Regions from separate parts of the Sus scrofa genome. Here region 1 is linked to region 2. The links are chromatin contacts, called in public promoter capture Hi-C maps. All regions are on one chromosome and are shown on one strand. Each heading gives the region's core, a stretch centred on a gene start, on an enhancer-like site or on the middle of the called end of the contact. The rest is flanking DNA. Distances are from core to core; before and after follow the strand shown.

What was found. Promoter capture Hi-C pulls out the DNA fragments that hold promoters and counts their contacts.
Region 1: a promoter capture Hi-C map of fetal skeletal muscle shows a contact between it and region 2, with 7 times the contacts expected there. The contact joins the promoter of SSMEM1 here to the promoter of MEST in region 2. A contact is called at or near these places in 2 of 5 promoter capture datasets (fetal liver and fetal skeletal muscle), 3 of 47 Hi-C or Micro-C datasets (embryonic fibroblasts, epiblast stem cells and heart right ventricle) and 1 of 2 datasets of contacts at active chromatin or transcription factors (skeletal muscle).

Annotation. Positions count from the first base shown.
Region 1 is chr18:18,611,029-18,616,456 of Sscrofa11.1, reverse strand. SSMEM1 (serine-rich single-pass membrane protein 1) reads left to right here and starts at 3,172. Exons shown (of 3, transcript XM_003484018.4): 1 at 3,172-3,408. The coding sequence starts at 3,226. TMEM209 (transmembrane protein 209) reads right to left here and starts at 1,199. Exons shown (of 15, transcript XM_003134688.6): 1 at 1,073-1,199; 2 at 49-185. The coding sequence starts at 185.
Region 2 is chr18:18,340,175-18,345,670 of Sscrofa11.1, reverse strand. It overlaps MEST (mesoderm specific transcript), which reads left to right and starts at 3,238. Exons shown (of 11, transcript NM_001128471.1): 1 at 3,238-3,392; 2 at 5,156-5,235. The coding sequence starts at 3,239. MIR335 (microRNA 335) reads left to right here and starts at 4,012; the gene lies at 4,012-4,091.

The DNA.
Region 1 (5,428 bases), core at 1,923-4,422, 270 kb before region 2:
CTCTTATTTAAATTTTCACTCCCCTCCTTTTTTTGTTAATTAACTTACATTTCAGTATATATCATTCCAGCCATAGATACATTTAGGAGTCCCCAGGCTAAAACCACTTTCCTAGCTTCTGTTTCTTTTCTCATCTTGATGGTTCTGTCAATAAGGGAAGCACTAGGGTTTGGCTCCCCTTGCATCTGTTCAAAATCAAAAAGCATGAAAATTAATTAAAAGAAACTACTTCTCCATTTAAGAAATCAAACTTGTGTCCACTATAACGGTAACTAAAAATTGCACATAACTTTCAGCTTTCAAAGTTCTAAACTTTTTTTACATTTTAATATTAGTATAAGAAAAGGGAACCCTAAATTACAGCTTCACTGGCACCACACTGTAATCAACAGAGAACTGGCTGGTCGCTTCAGAGAATAATTTAACATTTCCAATAAATGAAAGTATTTTGTAACATAAGGGTTAATGGTTATCTTTGCAATTACACTGTGTTGTGTTTTTGGAATATGTCACAAAGACTAGGCCAAAAGCTGTTAAGAAATTCAAAATACCAAATTACGAGATAAAATATTCCAAGTAAGATATAAGCCATTAACTGCCTACGATTTAAAAAAAAAAAACAAAACTCTGCACACGCCAGAGATCTCCGTTTTTGTGTTGCTGATAAACTATCAGGATTTAAGTTTTGGAAGGGCGAGTACCCAAGATGTTAAGGGGGTAAGGGTGGTGGGGGAGAGTGTACAGTTTTGGTCCACACTGGGATTTACATTTCCTTCACTTTGCTAGGCTTCATCTCCTGCAGACAAGTGTAACACTAGTTCCCGCTACATGGAGCAGCACCCTCCCCTCCTCCCTGTCCCAGAGTCAAAACGCCCCAGTGTGGGGAGCTACCCTCCCTGGCTCTCACAGTAGGAACTTTCGCACCCCCTACAGCTTCTTTCCACTACAGGTAGTGGGAGATCCGGCCACAGTCCCTTTTGGTTCAACCCTCGCCAGGTCCGCAGGCGCGGAACTCCCACGACCCGCGTGGACTCTAAATCCAGGAAGCACAAAGATGACCCTGAAAACGCACCGTGTTCTCCGGCCGGAAGCAGTGGACTCGCGCCACTCCCTACTGCACATGCGCGAAGCCAGTGCTAAGGTGAAGGCTACCAGCTTGTGGAACTGCAGATACCGGAAGAACGGAACTGTTTCTTCTCGCGAGAAGAGAAGAGTTTGGGGGGGAGGAGGGACGGGGCTAACAGCGTTACCAGGGAAACAGCTCCCGGATTTGTGGCTCCCACTCAGGTGCCGGGAGAAAACTGAGCAGCAAAAACTCAGACCAGGTTCTAAACCCGCAGTAAAAAGTAGTAACTATAACAAGCGGAATTTCTATAGATTAATATAGTTTTAGCTTCCTTACAGCATTTGTGGACTCACATTTTAAAGCAGATTTGATTAAGCTGGGTGGCTAATTGTAGGATGCAGAGTATTGGATAATGTGTCCATACACCACCAGCAATGACAAAGCATTTCTCACACCTCTATGCTAAAAAAAAAAAAAAAAAAAAAAAAAAAAAAATTAAGTGTTCTGATCCGATGTAAATTCTTAAATATCCTTGTAATGAGGGTGCAACAAGAAAAGCCAAAATGTGTTTTTGTTAAAAGTTGGTGGTTTTGAGGTTTTTTTTTTAAACCCCCAAACTTTTACTTTTCTTGCATATTATTTAGAAGAACTAATTCTGAGGAAAAGTTTCATCAGGGAGTTCAGTTTGGTTTTATTGAAGAAATACAAACGCCTACTGTGTGCCGCTGAACCACACGCGGGAATGTAAAAGTAAAAGCTTCGGTGGTTACTCACTGAAGAAGCTCAGCCTGGCGGGGAGGACATGTGCACTAAGAAAGGCAGGTGAGGTGGGGCGCGGTGAACCCCAAGGAGACGTGAGGGGCCCAGCCCTGAATCCAAGAGAACTTCCTGAAGGAGACAAAGCGGGCCTAAAGCAGACGGGCAACGTCCGGGAACTTACTCTTGGCGATGCAGAGAAGTATGCTTCTAATAAAAACATCACTCTCTGTCATAATAAGCTAGTAGATTGTTGCATCATATAGGTCCCAACTGCCAAAATTTTTCCTGAAATGCTCCTAAGTAAGCTCCAATAAAAGAAAAAGAAGTTTCCTCCTGGTACAGCATATTAACGAAAATCTGCAGGTATGCTATGCTCTTAAAGATCTTAAAACCGATTTTTAAGTGGATTTCTAAAAATAATTTTTAGAGTATCTTAGCAACAATGATGTTTTGCTCTAGTTGTAAAGATGAGCTAACTTGAAAATTGTTACAGTACCGTGAAAATTAGAATACCAGGTTCCTCCCCAACCCATGTTGGCTCTTCCCTAAGAAGAAATTGTATGTATTTGATGTAATTCGCAACAGACACATCTCTGTTCTATGCATTTATTCAAGGCTTAAAAAGGAACACTGCCTAAATTAGATATATTGTTGACATTCTGTATTAGTTTACTAGGGTTGCCATAGCAAAATACCACAGACTGGATGCCTTAAACAACAGAAATTAATTTTTTCACAGTTGTGAAGTTTGGAAGTCTAAGATCAAGGTGCCAGCAGGATTGGTTTCTCCTGAGCCTTGTCTCTTTGGCTTGCAAATGACCTCCTTCATTCTGTGTCCTCACATGGCACCTCCCTGATGTCTCTTTCTCTTCTCATAAGGACACTAGTCCTATTGGATTAGGGCCCCATCCTTATCAGTTCATTTAACCTTCATTACCTCTTTAAGGCCCCATCTCCAGCTATTGTCAAATGGGTCTTTGTGCTTCAATATATACATTTTGTGGAACACAATTTGGTCTATAACACTTTGGAACTGTCTGTGTTAATTTACACTGATTATATCAAAGAATAAATGAATGGATATCTCAGAGACTTAGATTTTATAGACATTGAAATACTGTATTTAAAGAAAATACAGTATATAAAAGGACAAAAAAAAGACTAAGTCAGAATGTGCCATATTGAGGTATGAGGAAGGTACCTTAAACATTCATAGAAGTAATTTAGATAAATCTTCCCAAAACATAGAAATCTAAGAAATGTTTGTCAGCTCCCGTCTCAGTTACTGAAGTGTATGTCATAATAGGTTGCCAAGGAAGTTGTCATACACATGGAGTGAAGTACTTCTCAGTCATCTTCATCCCTTTGAGCATGTTTTATTTTCAAAGCAACAAGACATCATGGGAGATCTTTTTTCTTTATTTTGGGAGGTGGACCCTCCCCCCATACCTATAAGTTTTACTATTCCAAATCAGGATTATGAATGCCGGAAGGATGACTCTTGTGGGGCAATAGGGAACTTCCTGCTTTGGTATTTTGTCATTATATTGGTCCTGATGTTCTTCTCTCGGGCTTCTCTCTGGGTAGGATATCCTTTTTCATTTAAATAATATGTTTAGGAGTTTCCGTCGTGGCTCAGTGGTTAACGAATCTGACTAGGAACCATGAGGTTGCAGGTTTGATCCTTGGTCTTGCTCAGTGGGTTAAGGATCCGGCGTTGCCGTGAACTGTGGTGTAGGTCGCAGACGCGGCTCGGATCCCACGTTGCTGTGGCTCTGGCATAGGCTGGCAGCTACAGCTCCGATTAGACCCCTAGCCTGGGAACCTCCATATGCTGTGGGAGTGGCCCAAGAAATGGCAAAAAGACACACACACACACACACACACTCTCTCAAGAAGTAAATAATGTGTTTATACTAAGGGATATTCCATGAAATAAATTCACTTTACTTGGAAGAAACTACTTTTGAAAAGTTTGTTTCCTAGTTTTAAAAATAATGCAGTTACAGTCTAAGGAATCCAAGAATGCAGAAAAGGATGAAGAAGAAAATTTAGACTACTGTAATTCTATTTCCTAGAGATAAATGCTGTTAACATTTGGAATATGTTCTTCTGTTTTTTTTTTTTCTTTTTCTGTATTACAGTCTATCTCTCTAGAGATGTCTCTATCTTTGATCTTAGGTGATTGGCATTATATTGTATATATATATTTTTGGATGGTTATTATTTTTTTTTGGTTCCTCTTTTTTTAAAAAAATATTGGGGTGTAGTTGATTTACAGTATTCACTTAAGATTTACAGCAAATATTGTACATATTTTAATGTCTCGCTTTTTTAAGCTTAATATTATATTGTAATATTTCTTCAAATTATATTCACACAACAGCACTCTTAATGATGGTATAGTTTTGTCTTGCGGTTGCAACATAACAAATCTGCAATTTGGAAACCTTTTAGGTTGTTTGCAGTTTGCCCATATGCTGTGTAATGGTGGGGTAAACTTCCTACTGGTTAATGACCTCCAAATTCCTTTTGTAGCCATCAAATTCTAATCAAGATACAGAATTGTTGTATTTATAAGGATACAAGTTGTAGGATTTGGGGTTTTTAGAATGAGGCGATACATTCTCTGCGTAGAATAAGAAACAGAACTAAACAGAGCTAAAGTTACCACTCTAGACCACCTACTGGCAGAAGAAAATGCTATCCTCAAAGGAATGAGATAGCCCACTTAATGAGGGCTGTGATGCTCCAACATATTACAAGTAACCAAGATCTTATAAACTGCTGACATGGAATCCTTGCTGGCTATTAATACCAGGCTGATGATTAATAAAACCACTGCCACTTAGCATTACATCCAGAGCACTGGGCTGGCAACGGTCAGCTAGGCTGAGTGCTGTATCAGCTCTGGATGGAGAGAAGGAGGTGTGTTATGTCTTTGCCAGCTGGATTCCATTATAATAATCAAGACTCTTCCCCTCATCACCTCCTCCCCCTAAGAAGTTTCATCTAAAGTCTAAATATTTAAGGTAGATGTATTGCCAAAAGGCTATTTAGAATAGTGATAGTATACCCGTCTTAGACTCCCTAGCTAAGTACATTGAATTTGTCTAGCCTGGCAAGAAAATCTACTTTAGAAAATTAACAAAAAAATTGAAATTGATTCTTGGCAATTTCATCATGAAGACCACTAAAAAGTCTAAGCTATTTCTCTGCTCCCTTGCTTGCATCAGCTCTTCAGAGTCATAGAACCTTGAGCTTCAAGGACCTTAAAGAGCATATGGACTGGCCTATCTGTAGGCGAGTAAGATAGCAGTATTCCCCCTCTCCATCCCCCCGTTTTTTTGCTGATAAAGCCCAAAGAAATTAAGTGACTTGTCCAATATCACGTGAATGGTTATGACAGAGAGAATAGATCCAGGTTTCCTGACACAATCAATTGTTTGCTTCACAGTGTAGTTGAAATGTTGAATTATATCTATTCAGTGCTGATTAAAACCTTAATTATCTTAGAGGTTTCGCCTTTCACTTTGTACCCTTATGGCAGCTATAATCTACTCAACTGCTTCTTCTGAAAGGTCCCAGATTTGAAATCTGAGA
Region 2 (5,496 bases), core at 1,989-4,488:
GGTGCTGTGGCGCGCCCTTTGCTCTGGGCGGGTGTGCGGGCGGCATGGGATAAGACGCCACCATGGTGCGCCGAGATCGCCTCCGAAGGTGGGTGCGCTGCGGGAGCGGTGGGGGTGTGGCTGGCTTGGAGCCGCTGTCCCCAAATGGGGTGCGGACTAGAGTGGGACTTTGCCTGTCTGAACTGGGGCTACTAGACCGCGACTCCTGCAGTGGAGGGAAAAATCTCTGCAGGGTGGGGGGCTGCATTCCTGTCCTCCGAACCCGATCTACCTGATACTTGGGAGGGGATGTCTCGCCTGCACGCAGAGTGTTCAGAAAGCCAGATCTCCCTGATTGAAGATTTCTAGACCCTGGTATCCCTCAAATGCGATTTAGAATTTCTAGACCCCGGCGCTGCCCTGCACGATTTAGGATTTCTAGACCCTGGTATTGCTCTGGAGTGACTTAGAATTTTTAGACCCTGATGTAATTCGGGATTTTTAGATCTTGGCATCGCCCCGGCTTGATTGAGGATTTCTAAAACCCTCTTTTAAGATAGACCCTGGTATTACTCTTATATAATTTAGAATTTTTAGACTTCGGCATCGCCCCGATGTGATTGAGGATTTTTAGACCTTGGCGTCGCCTTGATGCAATTGAGGATTTTCAGATCCCGGCGTCACCCTGGCACTATTGAGGATTTTTAGACCCCGGCACCCTCTTGGTGCGATTTCGTGGTTCCAGACCCGGGTTTCATTTTGACGAGATTTAGGAATTTTAGAACCCAGCATCGCTTTGGCGTGATTTAAGGTTTCTAGACCTGGGTTTCATCTTAGCATGATTTAGGGTTTTAATGCCCGGATATTACCCTGACACGATTTAAGGATTCTCGAGCCCTGCATCTCCTTGGCGCAGTTTACAATTTTGAGACCTCGGTATCGTAGTGGCGCGATTTAGGATTTCAAGATCTGTGCATTGCCCTGCTGTGATTTAGGATTTGAAGACTGGTGTCGCCGTGGTGTGCATTACTGTTTAGGTGTGATTAGATCTTGCAGTGTCTTATCACGGAGGCGTAAGTATTTTTGAGATATCCGTAACAGGAAGCCAAGTGAGAATGATGTGACCAAAGTCATAAAATTACTCATGAATTTTTTGCATTGGTTTACAAAGTGGTTCATAGTCTCACCACGATGCTGTAAAGCGGGCAGATTTGGTGGTATTAAATGTGTAGTTTCTTTCCCTGTTTACAAGATGACGAAATAAAGGCTCGGAAAGGTTTATTAATTTTCGGAAGATTTGCTCCTGAGGTTTGCTGAGTTTATACTCTTGACTCGTGGCTCATCAAATAATTGAGATTTTGGTCAAAAAAATGTTTAAGACATTTTGCCTACCGACTGCCTGATTGCTTCCCTACTAAAAATTCTAAAATGTTTGTTAGGGGCATTTTTCCTGAAGTAATTAAGACAGAAAACGGCTTCCTGAGGGGTTGCCTCTTTGCGTTCTTAGAGCAGAAGAGAAGGAAGGTGTGGAGGGTGGGGGTGTCCAGAAGCTGAGTGTGTCTGTCGTCGTCCCCCCCCCCCCCCGCCCCCCGAGCTGGGGGAGCCGCTTCTGCTCGCGCCGCTTGCATCCCCTCCCTGGCTCTGCTGAGTCATTGCCCGGTATTCAGCTTCAGTAACCTGTGAATGAATGAGATGAGAAGAATGGGGACAGGAGTGATGAAACGCCAGGTGAAAATGTATGAGCTGAAATCCAGGATAGATAGTGCTGAGAGTGGTCATCTAAACTTCATGCTTTTTTGTCACCTCACCTTTCGTGGAGATAATGCGGATGCTGCCTGCTACTCTTGTGCGGTGAACATTGTGATATAATGATCGTGTTCGGGCACGTTTTCTAATCATTTCTTAATCTTTAGTCTTTCTACCTTGAAAGACAGAATCAAATCACTGGGTGGGTTTTATGGAGATGTACTTAGGAGGGGAAAAAAAAAAAAAGACTGCCCTGGTGACGCCTTAAAAATAGGCAGAGGAGCTGAGATTCTCGAAGGGATGTGAAACAGGCTTACTTTTTATTTTTTAACGCTTAAAATATTTTGAGTTGGATTTAGTTAGGGATTGTGGCCAGATTGCAGGTAATTTGGTAGAAGGGTGTGTGTACAGATACAAAGCCATTTCCACCAGAGCTTTGACAATTAATTCCCTGTATTTATAGTTCTGTGTTCTTGGTAACTGTTATTTGAGTTCTAAAGGTATTTCCATTTTGGCTTTTTTTGAGAGAACTTCCATCCTATTGATAATTCTTTCCCTGGTAACCATCAGGACTCATAAGCTAGAGACAGAGAGAACTGTTTCTATTCCTGTTTAGCACTTGTTGTCATTGTGGATGAATTGATCTGGACCTTCGAAGTCCTGGGCGTGGGAAGGTTGTGTGTGCCAATTGGTACTCTCTTCCCCCTGACAAAATCAGTTTCCAAATGCGCTGCAAGGTGGAGAGGAGCGGGCCTCCGAAGACTTAAATAAATGTGTGCTTCCTCGAGAGTCTGCTAAGAAAAACAGGAATATAATCTGCTGCCCTGACCTCTCAAGAGATTAGATATTCAGGGTCATGACAAAGCTGCTTATGTGGGAATATACAGCGCACCTTCCTACGTTCACAGACTCTCCACCCCAAGCAGCGTCTCAGCACGAATCCAGAGTAGAACGAAACTGGGCTTCACTGGGGTCAGAGTTGATAAATATAAAATCAAGAGCAGCTCTCTGCTTCAGACATGTGTTGTTACTAAGTATGTTTTTTAAAAAACGAGTTTTTTTTAAAAAAAGTGTATCTATGTAAAACATTTGACTGGGGGGGGCAGTGGGTAGGTGGTAGAGCTTTTAGAGTAAGTATGAGGGGACCCCCATCCTCATAGAGAACCTTGATAAAAGCCAATGCAGTTCCTTAAGCAACTTATCTTCCTTTTATTTTATATAAAACCTCTATAGAAGGTCTTGCAAAGAGTACACGGGGAGGGGCTGCGGGATTAAAGTGGGGAGAAGATTACATATGAAAAGAATACTTTTTCCTTAGAATGGTGAGTGAATAAGGCGATCGCCCTGTCAGGCAGGGCGTACTTACATTCTTCTTGGTAAATTTCCTGCCCTGGTTGACATGGAAGACAAGGTAGTCACCACGCAGTACAGAATTTTACCAGTTTGGGGCTTGTAGACGCATGTACACTGTCACCCGACTGCTTACCTCAGGGGTCTCTGATTTTCCTGCAGGATGAGGGAGTGGTGGGTCCAGGTGGGGCTCCTGGCTGTGCCCCTGCTGGCAGCCTATCTGCACATCCCGCCCCCCCAGCTTTCCCCCGCTCTTCACTCATGGAAATCATCAGGCAAATTTTTTACTTACAAGGGACTGCGCATCTTCTATCAAGGTAAGAACACTCTGTGCGTAAAGGGCCCCGGGTCCCACTGAGCTACTTATTTTGCGTCCATTGGTCTCTGTTGCCCCTCAGGGATGGAGGGAAAACCCCCTTTTTCTGTGCAGCATCCATTTGAAGGAATGGACTAATCCCCCTCTTTGGCTTGATGGCAAAGAAACTCCAAGAAAATGCTGGCAGGGTGAGGGTGGTGGAATTGAGATTCCAGTCTCCATATACTGGCTTGTTAGTATAATTTTTCTTTGTAGCCGGTCTTGAATTGATAGCTAGTGCTGGCTTTCTTTTTTTGAGCGCCCCTAGTGTTGGGTAATATAAACCATTGCTTCTGTCCACCACCGCCCCCGCCCCCCCATCCCTGACTGCATTTTATTTTCTTTATAACTTATTTGATATATGGATAGCTAAATATGATTTGAAGTCTTAGACCTTTGTATAATTAATTTGCTAATAATTACTGTTATGACTGCTACTTATCTATTACCTTATGCTTGGCATTGAATTATATTTTCAATCTTCATTATTTCATTTAATCTTTACAACAGTTTTTGGAGGTAGGTGCTATTCACCTCATTTTATAGGTAAAGAAACTGAGAAACGAGCTTGGAAAAGATTTCTTTTGGGCGGGGGTCAAGAGCAATAACGAAAAATGTTTGTCATAAACCGTTTTTCATTATTGCTCCTGACCTCCTCTCATTTGCTGTATTCAATTAAAAGTAAGTATACAATTTTCTTTCATGTTGGTTACTTAGGTTGTTTCCAGTTTTTTTTTTAATGTTTTAAATAGTGTTTATAGGAAATCTTCAATATGTGTTGGTTTTTTCCCTCATTTTTTTCAAACTGTACTAATTGTAAATGAAATGATTTATTTGCATGGATTCTTGAGACTAAGACTCCTAGGCTAAAGTATATAAATTTTTACATTGCTTCTAACAAAATTATTTTTCTAAGCCTTTCTTATGCCACTGGCAGTGTACGAATCTATCAGTTTTAATTTAATACTATTAGCAAGGCTATTTACTGTTTAAATGTTTGACTAATTTAAAAGATGTTTACACATGCAAAATATTCATGTTTATGTTGATTAACCCTTTTTATAACTGTTAGACTTTTGTCATAGTTGAACATTATGCTTTTAATATTTGATTTGAGTCTCCTCTGTGGGACAAATGGCATAAACTGAGGTGCACACCGGGCTGAGGAAGAGTAACTATATTTTAGAGAATTTTTGTGATGATATTAAAAATAAGGTACAAAGAATCTGTAGTATCTAAGTTTCGACAGTATACTTGAAACTGTCAAACTTCATTGTGGAAAAACAATTTGCATATTAATGGTACAGAATAAGGGGAGAAGTGGGAAAATAGTTAGAAATCTGGGTTAAAGTAAGCAGTCTGCCTTCAAGTATTTTCGTATAAGGTGTGCTATTTAAATTTAAAAAAACTGAAGTACAGTTTATTTACATTATTTTAGTTTCAGGTGTAGAACATTAGTCGATATTTTTATAGATTATACTCCATCTAAAGTTATTATAAAATATCAGCTATATTTATAATGTTTAAATATGTAGAATAAAAGAAAATAAAGCATCAAGTGCCTGTTCTTACCTAAAACAATAAGATTGCATTTGAAAAAGAAATGTATTAATTTCCTTAATTTGGTGAGGGTTTATTGTCCTTTATATCAGATTACTTAGACTTTCATATCCTAAGGTTATTTTCATAGAGACTTGGCCTAACTGATCTGTTCCTTCTTCCCAGACTCTGTGGGTGTGGTGGGAAGTCCGGAGATAGTCGTGCTTTTACACGGCTTTCCAACGTCCAGCTATGATTGGTACAAGGTAATGAAATCAGACTTCTAGGTCCTACTATACCTTTAAAAATCCAGAATCAAGGATTTTGTTGTCAGCACTGGAAAGCTCTTGCATATTTGAATTGCTTAATAAAATTGGATTAAATGTAGAACTGTTTCTCATTTACCGTAAGGGAGTAAAAAAAATCTTTGGCAATCTGAGAGGGATCATTGCCAAGTTAAAAAATGCTGGAGTTCCTCCTTCAATGGAGATTAATTATTAGGAATAAAGCACTTTCCAAGAGGATCA